Regions from separate parts of the Mus musculus genome. Here region 2 is linked to region 1. The links are chromatin contacts, called in public Hi-C maps. All regions are on one chromosome and are shown on one strand. Each heading gives the region's core, a stretch centred on a gene start, on an enhancer-like site or on the middle of the called end of the contact. The rest is flanking DNA. Distances are from core to core; before and after follow the strand shown.

What was found. A called contact is a pair of places that touch in the nucleus more often than the background predicts.
Region 2: a contact with region 1 is called in a Hi-C map of bone marrow-derived macrophages, with 21 read pairs. The contact joins two enhancer-like sites. A contact is called at or near these places in 13 of 39 promoter capture datasets (the 3T3-L1 cell line, 3T3-L1-derived adipocytes, the C10 cell line and 9 more), 4 of 15 datasets of contacts at CTCF or cohesin (CD8 T cells, the NIH/3T3 cell line and pro-B cells), 66 of 484 Hi-C or Micro-C datasets (3T3-L1-derived adipocytes, the AML12 cell line, B cells and 45 more), 7 of 115 datasets of contacts at active chromatin or transcription factors (CD8 T cells, astrocytes, bone marrow-derived dendritic cells and 3 more) and 3 of 9 other capture datasets (adipose tissue, liver and pancreatic islet).

Annotation. Positions count from the first base shown.
Region 1 is chr10:88,415,728-88,423,499 of GRCm38.p6, forward strand. It overlaps Gnptab (N-acetylglucosamine-1-phosphate transferase, alpha and beta subunits), which reads left to right. Exons shown (of 21, transcript NM_001004164.3): 6 at 3,398-3,462; 7 at 3,699-3,833. Among named protein-coding and RNA genes, the nearest start is that of Sycp3, 40 kb to the right of the region's middle. Within about 2 kb of position 5,139, at least 107 of the 459 cell types and tissues checked have an H3K27ac peak or open chromatin away from gene starts, as enhancers often do. A contact at or near this core is called in bone marrow-derived dendritic cells, bone marrow-derived macrophages and pre-pro-B cells, where this site is marked.
Region 2 is chr10:88,708,658-88,716,429 of GRCm38.p6, forward strand. No RefSeq gene overlaps it. Among named protein-coding and RNA genes, the nearest start is that of Gm4925, 19 kb to the right of the region's middle. Within about 2 kb of position 3,829, at least 23 of the 459 cell types and tissues checked have an H3K27ac peak or open chromatin away from gene starts, as enhancers often do. A contact at or near this core is called in bone marrow-derived dendritic cells, bone marrow-derived macrophages and pre-pro-B cells, where this site is marked.

The DNA.
Region 1 (7,772 bases), core at 3,889-6,388:
CTCTTCTCTCTCAGTCTTCCTGTGCATTGGGCATCTCTACCTGGAGACGCTGTTGGTTTTGCTTGGGTACCATGAAAGCTTGCAAGTTCTTTCCACGATACAGAGTACCATTCTGTCCACATCATACCTGCCAGCCCCACTTTTTTGTCTTTGCTTCTTCCCAAAAAAAACTGATAACTAACCTCATCTGTCAGTTGCTTTTGTGTTGCCACTGGTCTTAGGGTTCCTCCCCTCTTCGTTTCCTTCATAGATACCTGAAACAGACACTGAGCTGTTCAGTGTGTAAAGTTCTGTACCTAGCACAAACTGCCAAATCTGAAAATCCTGATTTCACTCCCCTTTAGAAGACAGTACTTTGGTAATATTGTATTTGCTTTTCTTTTTTTCTTTTTCTTTTTTTTTTTTTTTGGGGGGGGCAGGCTTTTTTGAGACAGGGTTTCTCTGTGTAGCTCCGGCTGTCCTTGAACTGAGAAATCTGCCTGCCTCTGCCTCCTGAGTGCTGGGATTAAAGGTGTGTGCCACCACTGGCCCAACTGTATTTGCTTTTCATATGGGTTTAAACTCCTTCCTGTTCCTGGTATTGCTGTTTAGCTGTGCCCTTAATTCTCTGTAGTAAGAATTTCAGTTTCTTTTAAAACACAGAACTATTATAAGAAGTTTTCATTTTAACCCCAGGTGTGGAATGTGGAGCTGCTTCAGATTGTCCACAGCAGCTGGCTATGATTTGCCTCATGCTCTAGCAGGGCTGTGATTTTGCCAGCTGCAGATAGTTCCTGTGATTGTGTGACATTTGGAATTCTGGGGACTCTTCAGAGGGCATATAAATGCTAGAGCTCCAAGGGGCGAGGGAAGGGGGGTTGCTGTTTGATAGTAGTCATGGTCTAAGAAGAAACAAAGAATAGATTCAGGAATCTTTGTCTCCTACCTAGTGTCTAAAGGGTGGAAAAGGATGGAAGACAGAAGAACCCACAAAGTAGCAAAAGGCCAGCTATAATTAACAAATAAGTGAATTACATACTTTGTAGAACATAATGCCACAGAGAAAAAATTGGCACAGTGGTCAGGAACGGGGACAAAGATCCTAATCTGAGTGGTGGTGCAGGCTTCCTGAAGAGGATGAAGAAGTTGGGGGGGGAGCAACAGGACTGACTAGAGAATTATCAGGGAGGTAGAATAGCTATTGCAAAAGCCATTCCCACAGCAGGACCATGGCTGCTGTGTCTGAGGAGCAGGGGGCCGCTGTGTGTTAGAGAAGATGATTGAGAGGAAGCAGGCAGAAGATGGGCGTGGAGAATTGGGGCTAGGGGCGGGCGTGGTAGCCACATGGAAGCCAGAGTTTTAATCCATAGAGGGTTAGTGGGTCTTTGGAGCAATTGCCTTTTTTTGTTTGTTTTGTTTTTTGTTTTGGTTTTTTTTTGTTGTTGTTGTTGTTTTGTTTTTGTCGAGATAGGGTTTCTCTGTATAGTCCTGGCTGTCCTGGAACTCACTCTGTAGACCAGGCTGGCCTCGAACTCAGAAATCCGCCTGCCTCTGCCTCCCAAGTGCTGGGATTAAAGGCGTGCACCACCACGCCTGGCCTCGTTTTCCGTACTAACTAGTTTGCTGTGCGTAGTGACACTATAAACTGAGAAGGGACAAAAAGTACACAATCCAGGCCAGAGTGACTGTGCCCCAGACAGAAGTGCGTGGGAAGATGGGAGTGTTTGCGTATGGCCCGTTTTGAAGGCCAGCCCACCTAGGTTTCTTGGTCAATAGCTCTTGTGGTTGTTTGTAGAACTGGCCTGTGGTGCTCATTTAGAGTGTACCTTTGTAAAAGCTACATTTTGCTACATTTGATGCATTGCTCTAAGCAGCCACAAATTTGGAGAGTTGTTAGTCTGTTATCTAGGATAAGAAATCCCATTGGCCTGTGGTGGTGCACACCTTTAAGTCCCAGCACTGGAGAGGTAGAGGCAGGTGAATCTTTGTGTCTACAGAGGGCATTCCAGGACAGCCAGCGCTACACTGAGAAAACCTGTCGCAAACAAAGAAACAAAACCCTGTCAGCTTTGTCTGCCCATTTCACAGACACTTCCCTTTTCTTTTCAAAACTTTGGTATGGTGTCCTGGAGACAAGAACCACAGCAAAGCTCTCAAGCATTGGCTATGGCTGTGTGATTCATATCCTTCAGTCAGAATGGGTCAGGCCATGCTCTCCCCTGCTGAGTATTCAGCCTGTGTGTCTCTTAGAAACAGGAAGGTGATGTGAGGACGTTCTGTGGACTTTACATGAACGTTATGTTATACATACCAGACCTATTATAATTCTCCAACTTACCAGGGTATCGCCCTCTATATCTGTGGAGACAGAGTTATATGATAAATGTATTTAAAAGTTAGAGTCACCCCTAATGGCCAGTGTTGCTGCTTTTAGGGGTGGGGTTGTTGTTGGCGAGGTGGTGGTCTTTGGAGATCGGATACTGCTGTACAGCCCTGGCTGGTCTGGCGTTCACTGTGTACAAGCTGGTATTGAACTCGTGGCAGTCTTCCTGCATCAGCTTTGTGAGTGTTGAGGCTACAAGAGTGAACACCACCCCCGCCTGTTTTACCACTTCCTTCACTTCAGCGTTCCCAGGGCCTTGTGCACTAAGCAGGTGCTCTCCTCTCTGGTCAGCTACAGCCCCGCCCGGCCCGGCTCTGTTTCTAGGTTATGTTTGAGGCTCTCGTCCAGGGTGGCTGTCCATCTCCCCAGGCTGCAGTTTGTAGGACCTGCCTCATTTGTCCCTCATCCGAATCAGAGCCCCCACCCTGTGATTCCTCTGTCTCCATCCATCCTGGATGTCAGCAGCACCTTTGATGGGTCCCCTGTTCATTCTTTTTCATACTTCTCCTGCAGTTGAGTGCCCACCAGCCCAGCCCTGCTCCACCTGATGAATCTAAGACGTTTATTGTGGAAAAGCCATTTCTTAAAGGAGTGTGGGCTGCTTGCTCTTGTGGAAATACCTCTGCCTGTTCAAGTGCAGCCACTCTTACTTGCTAGTAGTGGCGATCCCAGAGGTCATGCTGTAGTCTGACCATGTTTTCTCTTCTCATGCAGGTTTGCTTAGATCTGAGATTTTCCTATCACCCCCTCATCACTTCTTCCTTGCAGCTTAGCCTGTTTCTACAGAGCACTCCAGGTTTCTGTGGCCTGCATACATCTCTTGGCAATATAGAGTTTAATGTTTACTTGTACCCTGCTTTCCAGTGTGCCTCCTTTGTTGAACGTGATGGCTTTTAGCTTCCTAACTACTTTCTTGAACCCATGTATTATGCTAATTACTAGCTCCCAAGATGTTCTGAATAGCGCTCTACCAGAGAGTCTAGATGAGCATTTATCTATTTATTAAATGTATGCTTCTTGTGTTGTTCATTGTAGTTGAAGACGCCCATGCTGGACCGTTTAAGGGAGGCAGCAAACAGATGGTTTGGAGAGCCTACTTGGTATGTCCTCTGAACTCTAGTTGTTCTTTTGCACTGGGCCAGAATAAAAGTATGAGTGACAGAGACCTCGGGTCTTGCTGTGTAGTCCCAGCTGGCCTTGAACTTGCAGTCTTCCCGCCTCCACCTCAGGCATGCTGGGACTGCAGTCCTGTGCCAGAAGCACACCAGCTTCTCCGCTGTAAGTTTCCCCCAGCTCCGTGATACGGACGGTGAGTGGAATCTTCTCTTTGTTCTAGACAACAGACAAAGAAGCCCCTGGCTTAGTGCTGATGCAAGGCTTGGCGTTCCTGAGTGGATTCCCACCGACCTTCAAGGAGACGAGTCAACTGAAGACAAAGCTGCCAGAAAAGCTTTCCTCTAAAATAAAGCTGGTAAGACAGAAAAGGAGCCACCCGCATGGCACCTCTTATTTCATGCAAGTTTAGCCAACAGTCATAAAGGGCAAAGAGCAACTGCCCCATCTCAGTGTGCTGTCAGAAGTAGATCTGTGCGGAAGAGCCTCCCCCACTGCTTCCAGCAATCCTCCTGCCTCAGCATCTCAAGTGCTGGTATTACAGATTCGCACCTTCAAACTAAGCTCTGAAATTACTATTTTTATAATTTATCACTCACATTTTTCTTACTCTGTGTGTGTTGTGTGTGTTTTTGTGTGTCTCTGTATGTGTGTGTCTGTGATACATGTCTATGTGTGGGTGTGTTGGGGAAAGTCGTAGAAGTAGTTAGAACTCTAACATGCACATCTATGAAAGCTTTCATTCATAAGGGGTTGTAGATATGTATAAAGTTTGAAAATATGAAATTCTGATTAATAGCAAATCCAGCCACCAATGTGTTTAAGATATAAGTGTATTTCTTAGCCATCAGCCCTGACCATTCTTTCTCTAAGGATCAACTTTGGTTGGCTGGTGACCTTTTCCCGAACATTTCTTATTCTCTGAATCATCTGCCTGGGACAGCCGTGTGGGTGTTTTCTTGATGACCTTACGTCACGTTGTTGTAGCACATTAGGGGGTGGAGGGTGGGGGTGAACACAGCCTCTTTTGTCTTAGAGGAGCAGGCGTACAGTCCTTGCCTCTGGAATGGTTGAAATCTGGCTCTCTCATGTTTTTACCATTTAACAAAATTTGTGAGGGGCTGGAGAAGGTGGGGGGTGGCGGAAAGGGAGTAGCGAGTTCTTTCTCAGTTCTTGCATTAGTCATTCCATCCACCCAGAGATCCCTGTAACTTTTTCCTCCTTCCCTGGCTTCGATGGGTTAAGGTGCTTTGTGTTACGGTGAGAAAACCGCTGTGTGAATGATGTCGTTTTTTTCTCGGTTCCCTTCTTCCCCATAGCTAGCTAGCTTTGTCCCTTAGTTTGTTTCCCCTTCCTCCTCTTCCTCCTCCTCTTTTCTTCATCCTCATTTTTGTTTGGGGCGGTCTCACTCTGTAATCCTGACTGGCCGGCAACTTGCTATGTAGACTAGACTGTCCTCAAACTTTGTAACCTTCCTGCCTCTGCTTCTTCTTGGTGCTCCAGGAACTCGCCACTGTGCCCAGCTGTCCCCTGTAGCCTTTCTTCGTCTGACATAGAAACAGTTCCAGAAGTGCAATCAGTTAGCATGCAGTACTTGTATGGACCGGAATAGCACGAAGCCGTATTTGGGTTGTATTTGTGGTTAATCTTCAGTTATCCTAAAATAGATGCCGCATTTCCTCCTTCCCCTGAGGTACTTTCAGTACTGATTTGAGCAGTTGAAACTATAGACAGATTAGCTTTCGTTTCAGTCAAACTTTATTTGGCTTTGGCTGAGTCGCTAACATCAGAATGACCGATAAATTACATCGGTCCTTTCCATTGCCGACTCATCCCCGTTATGTGGGAAGAATGGTGTTCCCGATTCTGTTTCTGTAAGTCCACATTAATCAAAAATTTAAAAGCAATTAGGAATTTATTTTGTCTTAATTGTGTGTGGATATTTTCACATCCTGCTGTGTTGGCCCACTTGTGTGCTGTCAACACCTGACATGCCTGTTGGTGACCAGTGTGTACTGACATAGATAACAGTTCTGAACAGCGGTAGGCTCTGCCAGCTGCTGCTGTGTGGTGTGTGCAGCTGGGTGTAAGGTGTAGCGGTGACTTGAGTTTGGAGAAATGGAGACCCAGTAGGAACCGATGAGGGCGCATTTGAGTTCAGTTTTTCCAGTCTGCGTCTGTTAGGGGAAAGTGCGGGCAACCCTTGCTCCCAAGAGTGTGTGTATATGTGTGTACAGGAGTAGGTGCATGGGGAGGCCAGAGGTTGATGTCAGGTGTCCTCCTTCGTTACTCTCCCCCTGATGAGCCGGAGTCTCTTATGGAATGTTTGGCCTCAGCCTCAGCGGTTGGCCAGGTTGCCTGACCAATGAGCTCTAGGGAATCTGTCTCCCTTTCCCCAACCAAGCGCTGAGCTTACAGGCCTGCTCGGCTCGTACACGGGTTCTGGTGACCAGAACTCAGGTCCCTATACTTTTATGCAGCCACTTCCCAGCCTCCGGCCCTTCCATTCTTCCCCTTCTGGTTCTGTTATACACCTTCTGAGAAGGGTGGTTCCTGTCATCGGTTCCCAGTCTTTCTAGATGGTTTTTATCAAATACCTCCTGCATGCCAGGGAGTATGTGAGAGAGAACAGAGGGAATTAAGACATTTCCTTGGGACATGAACACTTCCACTATAGCAGTGCCCAAGGACGCCTGGGTTTTAGTCAAGGTAGGAGTTAAATGGGCTTTGCACCTTAGCTGGGTCCTCAACAGAGCCACTGTTCCTGGGTTGAGAAGGGAGTGCTCTGAGAATAGCCTGGAAAAAAATGTTGAGGGCTGGGAAGTAGGTAGTGTGTCTGGGGAGTTCCTAAAGGCCACAGGCTTCCTTAGGGATGGCTGGGGAGATGGGCAAGGCAAGGTTGCAAGTTACCCTCTGATTCTCACATGCATGCTCTTGTGTTCATACATCCTCACACACATGCACACACATATGCACCACATGCACACGCATGCACACGCACAGACTCCCACACCACAAAATAAAAAATAAATAAATGACAAAGTTTAATCAGCAATGATTGTATTAAGTTCCTGGAACCCACTGAACTAGAACTTGCCTGATGTGATCATCATTATACTAATGAGACCAATGTCACTCTGTCCTCAGTACGCTTGTGCTCAGTGAAAAACCCTTATCCTGAAGGCAGGGAGGGCTGGGACAGTAAGAAGACGATCTGGTGTGTTTCTGAGGCACACACCTTAGAGTAGGGGCACGTTCAGTCCTGCAAGCTCTTCCTATCCAGGGGCCTCTGGCCAAGGGAGGCCAGTGTGGGACTGGTTCCTGGAGCATCTGAAAGATGCTCAGCTGGTATGTCAACGAGCTGTTAGCGAGAAGGAAGACTCAGGAGGAGGAGATAAACAGTGCAGAGGGGAGTTACAGTGACAGTGTCTGCTCAGTTTAGTGTGACAAGCGAGGCACGTGCCACACATGAGAGGGACGACCACAAGACACCGAGGGTTGGAACCGGAACAGCTCAATCACTCCACGCTCCTGTGTTCTTCCAGCAGGACTGTGCTGAGGCCTGTGGTCCAGGAGACAGGGAGGGAGGGCCCAGCCGTGCCCAGCAGACACCACAGGCTGCAGCTCAGAACATTCTCCTGTTCACCTCTGTACCTCCACACAAGGGCTGAGCACCGGTCTTATAGGACACTCACAGGATGCAGGCCTTGGACCAGAGCGAAGGCCTGCCCATTCTGTGGTGATCCGCCCCCAGTGAGTTGATATAGGCATAAGCCCTCACCGTTGTATGTCCTGTCAAAGTGTGCTTTTATAGCTCTGAGGGGAGGACAGGGACTAGAGAGTAGGTGTTACTAAGATAAAGGATCGGAATTCCTACAAGCCTTGTGACCGCTCTCGCCCTGTACATCACACAACCCCCTGTCAGGTTTTCTGTTCTGAGAATCCTGAAGGTGGGTCTTCTTATCATCCCATTCCCTACGGATTTAGCAGTAGAGTTTTTAGATGTGACAAATACAGGCTTGCTCTCTTGATAAATTACCTATCATCTTTATTTTCACTTCACCTCACATCCTTCTGTGGTTTTAGACATTTTTCATTTACGGTGGGGCTTTTCCATTTTCTTTGGCTTTGATTGTGTTCTATTCCTTACGTGTGAGGAGCGTTCGGGAAATCAGCCCAGAGCTCACAAGGAAATGCTCACATTAATTGTAATTGAGTGATGGTGGTTGCTGTGCAGGTATGCAGAAGTGGGGGATACACGCCCTGCCCTCGGGTATTTATATCCTGTTTGGAAGGA
Region 2 (7,772 bases), core at 2,579-5,078, 290 kb after region 1:
AAAAAAAGGTGTGTATTTGAAGATACCAAGGTATCTTCTAGCTCAAATATCTTAATTATTTTAGTTCTCTTTTTCTCTTTATCTGTGCACGTACTTTTTAGAGTGGGAAACCCCCTACTTGAGCAAATGGCTAGTGAATAACGTCACGTGACTCCTTTCCATATTGCTCACTTAAATCTGATGTTCTCAGGCAGCCTCCTCCTGCACTCTTGCTAAAGCTCTGCAAGTTTGCTGACTCATTGTTCTCAGAGGAACATCACGAGCCATGAGTAAGCAAACTGCACTGACTAAGGAGACAGATGGCGACCCTTTGTTTGGCTCTCTGGGGGGTAGAATTTGAAAGCTCAGACTTGGGGCTGAGAGTCTTTTCCTGGAACCCTATGTTATTTATCTTTCTTTAGAAACCCACCACTTGGCATCATTTAGCACTGCTTTCCCCTGATAATAGAGTGTAAATGTCTTATGTTCACTAGAAGGATATGATTAAAAAAAAAAAAAAAGAGGTTGGAAAATCTGAAGATTGAGAAACTTGGTTAGAGACTTCAGACTTGAGCTGTTGTTCAGAGGGAGGCATGGCACAAAATTCTGGCTGCTAGGTGGCAGAGACCACACCATGAAACACGGAGGAAACATAACTGCTAAGCCATCTTGCCCCCGTACAGAAAAAGTCCATTTCGTTACCAAAGGTCACCACCACTCAATCCAGAGCACACCCAGCAGCCAATTAAAGTTGTAAAGCAGCTGGGCGTGGTGGCAAAAACCTGTCTCAAAAACCAAAACTAAAGACAAAAAACAACAACAACAACAACAACAAAAGTTGTCGTTTCTGATCTGCCTCATTCTGACTCTTATAGGCAACCATCACTTACTCTTTTTGTTTCTTTGTATTCATTTTTTTTTTTCTCTTAAGATTGAGGTCTCTCTGTGTAGCCCTGCTGTCCTAGAACTCACTCTCTAGACCAGGCTGGCCTCAAATCCACAGAGATCCTCAATTGCTCTGCCTCTTCAGTGTTGAGATTAAAGGCATTCACCACCACACCTGGCCAGGCTTACTTTTTAAGCCTAACAATATTCATTTAAGTTGGTTCTTTTTCTTTTTCTTTTTTTTGGGGGGGGGGGATTTGGTTTTTTGGTTTTTTTGGGGGGGGGTTAATTGGTTTTTTTTTTTTTTTTTTTTTTTTTTGGTTTTTCGAGACAGGGTTTCTCTGTGTAGTCCTGGCTGTCCTGGAATTCACTCTGTAGACCAGGCTGGCCTCGAACTCAGAAATCCACCTGCCTCTGCCTCCCAAGTGCTGGGGTTAAAGGCATGTGCCACCATGCCCCGCAAGTCGGTTCTTTATTTTATGGTTTTCACTACAGCACCAGGTCTTCCCAAGTGCTGTTGCATCTAAACATCAAGCAGGCCTGACCCCGATTTAGCTTCTGAGACCAGTGGAGATCAGGCGTGTTGAGGGTGGTTTGACTGTAGACTCATCTAAGTGGCTAATGTTGCAGAACTGAAACCTTTGATAGATAAATAGATAGGATAGATTAGTGAGAAACCTTAGCACATAACAGAGATGGGGTGACTATCTCTTTTCTTCTAAATTTAAAGTCAATGAGTACCTAGCAACCTGATCGCCTAGAAAGATTGTTGGAAACCATAAATAGAAGGAGAAACCCACCTCCCAAAAGTTGTCCTCTACCACTGGGGAGTGGTGGCTCATGCCGGTAATCCCAGTACTTGGGAGGCAAAGGCAGGCAGATTTCTGAGTTCAAGGCCAGCCTGGTCTACACAGTGAGTCCAGGACAGCCAGGGCGACACAAAGAAACCCTGTCTCGAAAAACCAAAAAAAAAAAAAAAAAAAAAGTTGTCCTCTGACCTCATATGGGCAGGTGGTACACCCACATAGATGCACATACACACACATTAACATGCATGCACACATGCACAACACAGCACCTGCACATACACAGACACAATGCACTCTAACACACACAATGTAACAATAAAGAAAAAATTGAGATAAAATTTATTTATTTATTTATTTATTTATTTATTTTGAATGTGTGACTTAACCACTCCAACAACAACACCCTCAGAATGAGGGCTTGTCCTTCTTTGACTTCTTTGCTAGGTCACCATCTCAGAGTTAATTCCTGCTAATAATCAAATGAATCCATTCAGGTATATTTTATGAACATGCTCACAGGTAGGTATTTCCTTTACTATAAATGAGAGCCCAATGTCTATACTGTTTTGATTCTTATTCTTTACAATATATTTAAGCAAACACTTTGTATTGGTTCAGGGAGATTTATCTCATTGCAAGCAGCTGCCATAGGGGGGAGACTGAAGAAAAGGTAGCAATGCAGTGACAGTGCTGAGTAGCACCTCTGGATTCATCTTCTGCCAACACCCGAGCAAAGCCCATGTGGATGATCTGTCAGCCTCCAGGCAAGGAGAAGATGCTCGGGCCAGCACTGATGCTACCACATGAGGCTTCAGAACAACACCATAGCTGTTCCATAGAGTGGAGCAATGAGACAAGGTGTCCTAATCTGCTATCACCTCCCACAAAAGCAAGTTGTCTAGCTCTTAATTTTGGCATGGCACACAAACTCTTCAACTTTGAGTAACAAACGAACAACACACAAGACTCAAAACTGTCTTTCTTTGTGGTGGTGCACACCTTTAATTACATACTCAGAAGGCAGGGGCAGGGGCAGGGGCAGGGGCAGGGGCAGGGGCAGGGGCAGGGGCAGGGGCAGGGGCAGGGCCTGGGGCAGGGCCTGGGGCAGGGCCTGGGGCAGGGGCAGGGGCAGGGGCAGGGGCAGGGATAGGGTCTGGGACAGGGCCTGGAGCAGGGGCAGGTTGATGTCTACTTTCAAGGCTAGCCTGGACAAGAGAGATCCAGATTAAAACAAACAAACAAACAAACAAACAAACAATTGTCTTTCTCCAGGAGTGTTTTATTTGGCGGTGTCAGGAGTGGACACCTTACCTACCCTAGGCACGTGGTCTCCTACTGAGCTACAGTCCAGACCCTGGGGACCACATCACATTTTTAAAACACAGTGTTTGAATCTTTTTTTGTCATGGTGGTATAGGCTGTAATCTCAGCACCTGACAGGCATTCACTATCTGGCTATATAGCAAGTTTTAGACCATAGTGAGACTGTCCAATGAGATAGATAGATAGATAGATAGATAGATAGATAGATAGATAGATAGATAGATAGATTGATTAGTCAGGATTCTCTAGAGTCACAGAACTTATGGAATGTCTCTCTATATTGATGGAATCTCATAGTTGTTCAGTCCCATGAGGCTAGTTGTTTCATCTGGTCTTCTGTAGAGGTAGGTCTGGGTGAGGACCCAGGTTCGGTTCCCAGCACCCACATGGTGTTTCACAACCACCTGTAAATCCAATTGCAGGTGCTCGAATGTCTTCTTCTGGCTTCAGGGGTGGTAGAGAGCACATGCATATATACATTATATACATGCAAGCAACACACACACACATAAAATAAAAATGAAGGAACCTTAAAGATAATTCATTCACTTGAACAAACATTAAGCTCATATTTACTTTTAATACAGATTTAACACTTTCACCCCCCATGATTAACAAAATTAAGTAAATAATCAAAGTTCCTTGCTCTCTGCAAAGCAAATCCAACGAAGAAATTCCTGTCCTTACCCTTTGAGAAATGTTTAAGTCACCTGCATCTATCTTCATCAACGTTTCCCCTTTCAGAATATCTAGAAAACTTTTAAGTAATAGGGAAGGAAATACCAAGCTGGCGAAGGAGGGATGTGAAAATGGTCCCCAGGCATGAGAAACGCACTCCTAGTAAGTTAGCAAGTTTCAAGTCCTTTACAAAAAGAAGAACTAGCCTGGCATTGCCAGTTTTGCTTAGTCATGGGTTTTTTTTTTTTTTTTCCAAAAGCTATTTTGTACTTATGCGTTGGCTTTTTTTTTTTTTTTTCTGGCATCGACGTGGGAAAGTCACATGAATGTGAACTTGTGCTCAATTAGCTCCCCCTTTCCTCTTTGACACCTATCCTATCTGGGGCATCAGATGTTATGAAACTAGTAGCAAAGACTTCTAGACTATGCAAAAAAAGAAAAAAAAAAAAAAGCAACCTTTCTTCTCTTGCCTGAAGCACTCAAACTTGACTTTGTGTTTCTTTAGCATGGGTAAAACCACCATGCCAGTACACCTTTAACCCCAGCATTTAGGAGGTAGAGACAGGTGACTCGCTGTGTGTTTCAGGCCAGCCTGGTTTACATAGTGAGTTCCAGAACAGCTAAGACACGAGACAGAGAGAGAGAGAGAGAGAGAGAGAGAGAGAGAGAGAGAGACCCTGCCTCCTAAAAGAAAACAAAACCCACTATATATTAGAGAGGCAGTTAGATGATTCGCCAAGCCCAGTGACCTCCACGTATGTGCTAGAGAGATGGCTCAGCACTTAAGAGCATTTGTTGCTCTGGCAGAAGACCTGGCTGGGTTCGATTATCAGCACCTTCATGATGGTTTAAAATCATCTATAATTCCAGTTCCGGGGGTCCGATGCCGCCTTCTGCTTTCTGTATATGGCCCACCATGTGGTCCACATACATACCCAAGCATGCACACGTAGTTTACTTAATAGAATACCTGCCTGAATAGCATGCATGAAGTCATGGGTTCAGTCCCGAATACTATTTAAAATGGATTTGGTGCTACACACCTGAAGTCCCAGAACCAGGAGAGCAAAGCAGGAGAGTCACAAGTGTAATGCCATCCTTAGCTACATTGCCAGTTCAAGGCTAATTTGGGATACATGAGACTCTCAACCAAATTAAAATAAAACAATATAAAATTTCAATTCATAGAGAGCAACAATTTATCCAAAAGAGCAAATTGGCCCAGGTATGATGGTGCATGCTATGTTGGAATTGGAGACAACAAGATCAGGAGTTCAAGGCCAGCCTGGGCCACGTGAGACCCTGATTAAAAAAAATATATATATATATATATATATATATATATATATATCTCCAGACCGCCAGTCATTGTGGCACACCTCTTTAATCCTAGTCCTTGGGAAGCAGAGACCGTTGAATCTCTTATGAGTTCAAGGGCAGCCTAGTCTATATAGTGCGTTCCATAACAGCCAGGGCTACATAGACCAACCAACCAACAAACAAATAACCAAAGAGAAAGGTAGAGGATGGGGGAAAGAGTCAGCCAATAAAGTACTTTCTGTGCAAGCTCGTACCTAAACATCACACCCTGGTGGCACAAGCATGTGATCTCAGTGCTTTGAAGAGTCACAGAGCGCCTGGAGCTAATGGGATAGCTAGTTTAGCCTAATAGGTGACCTCCAGGTCCCAGTGGTCTTAAAAAACCAAGGCAGATGGCTCCTGAGGAATGACTTTTGAGGTTGGCCTCTGACCTCCATACATATGAACACATCACATGCATGTTCACCCACCCAATCCCTCACACAAGCACCCGTACAACTTACATACATGAACCTAAAGCAAACTACCCAAGCAAGCCTGCAAGCAAGCAAGCAAGCAAAACAAACAAACAACAACAAAAACCAACCAACCAACCAACAAACAAACAAAAATCCCCCAAAACCAGAGACCTGACTATAAAAGCAATAATGAAATCATTCTAGTTTTATGAAGGAAATTGTTTTATCTGTCTAGCACAAGATATAGTAGATATGAATTGGAGATCAATAAAAAAGGAATCTCAGAACTACGCATTTCAAACATTCATTTTCTGTGTGTATTTAAGTTGTGTATTTCATCTGCCCTCCTATAAAGAATCAGAATAAGAATCCTACGAAACTCTGACTCCCTAGACCTGCCATGCTGGTTTCCAGGGAAACTGCACTTCCAGAAGTCGTCTTGGAAAACTAAAATGATGAGAGCAACATGAAGCCAAGCTCACAGTGGTGCCCGCCTTTAATCCCAGCACTAAGGAGGCAGAGGCAGGTCGACCTCTGTGAATTCGAGGCCAGTCTAGTCTCCATAGTGAGCTCGGCAAGACAGCCAGGACGACAGCTAGAGCCATATACTGAGACTCTGTCTTTAAAAAAAAAAATCGTCAAAGGGGGATCCTTGCGTACAATCATGAGATCAACCGGGCTTTTAGAGCTCCACATCCTCTGTGAGGCAAACCAGAGTAACCGTGGAGCAGGGGCTGGAGAGGGGCATAGAAACCAACATCCATTAGAAACCAGTACAGTAGAGCAGGGCCTTAGAGAAATGCTCTGTTTGGAGAAAGCAAATCAATGCAATTGAGTTTCATGGTTATGCAATTATCACTCTGGTTTAAGGAACAAGAGACATTTTCTTTTCCATCTGCAGGTCTGGAGGTATTAACTTTAATTAGAGAACAGAATCTCTCTCTCTCTCTCTCTCTCCCCCTCCCTCTCCCTCTCCCTCTCCCTCTCCCTCTCCCTCTCCAGCCCCTCCTTTCTCCATTTTTTTATTTATTTGAGACTCTGCTGTCTTTCTATGTAACTCTGTCTGTTCTGTTCTAGAATTTACTACAATAGACCAGGCTGGCCTCTTAGAAATCTAGCCACCTGTCTCTCTGAGTGCTGGAATTAAGGTGTGCACCACCATGTCCAGCTAGATTAGAGTTTCTTATGTGAACCTTAAATCCATCTAATATATATGTTTGAAAAATAACTTTGTTGTATTATTCGTCAATCCCAGTATCTTGAATATAGTAGATATTATTATTATTATTATTATTAGTTTTTTTTTCGAGACAGGGTTTCTCTGTGTGGCCCTGACTATCCTGGAACTCACTCTGTAGACCAGGCTGAACTCGAACTCAGAAATCCTCTTGCCTCTGCCTCCCAAGTGCTGGGATTAAAGGCATGTGCCACCACTGCCCTGCCATATTTTTATTTTTTAAAAATTTGATCTAATTTAAAGCTACGATAAGAAAAGTACCTCCGTCTGCTTGGTCCGGGGTGTTTTTAGTTTCAGAAAGCCATCATTCATGGAACTACCTTTCGCTGCTAACTCTGTTACTCGCAGAGACCTCGGGGCTCTGGGTTTGTTGAGAGGTATCCTTACTGTTTAAAAATGTCCTACATTTGGGGCACATGCCAGGCAGTGACCACAATGCAGCTGTTGTGAGAGGTGATTACAGGACAACTTTCCTACTTCCACTGTGTGTGTAAACTTCTTTGCATATTGGACTTTCTAAACCCCAATCAACTCATTTCAGAGTTACAGCCACAGTCGGGTGAGATGCGATCTTTTCCTTGTCAGCTGGAGTGTACAGGGGCTGCCCCTTTGTTTTCCTAAAACCTGGGTTATGATGGTATCAAGTCCCATTTAATTGTAGGCATGGTTGCCAGGGTTGGATTTCAACTTCCTGTTCAAAGACATACGCCAGAGAACAGCAGCGTTTGCAAAGGACCCTGCAGAGATCTGCCTTGGGTTATTAGTTCCGGAGGTTTTGGTCCATGGCACTATTGTTTCATCTTTCTGGTCTTAGCATGAGGTGGGAAGTTCATTAGGATGGGAATTCATCATGATGGAGGGATGTAGAAGCAGGGCTGTTCAAATCACAGCAGGCAGCAAGCAGGGGTGGGTTTTTGTTTTTGATATGGGGCCTCACTAAGTAGCCCAAGATGGCTTTGAAATCATGTCATAGTCCAGGCTGAACTTTAGCCCATGAGCCTCCTGCCTTAGCCTCCGGAGGGCTGTGGTGGATGAGTGTTTACCAGCATATCTATAGCCAATCTCTTTTCCAGAAACTATGTA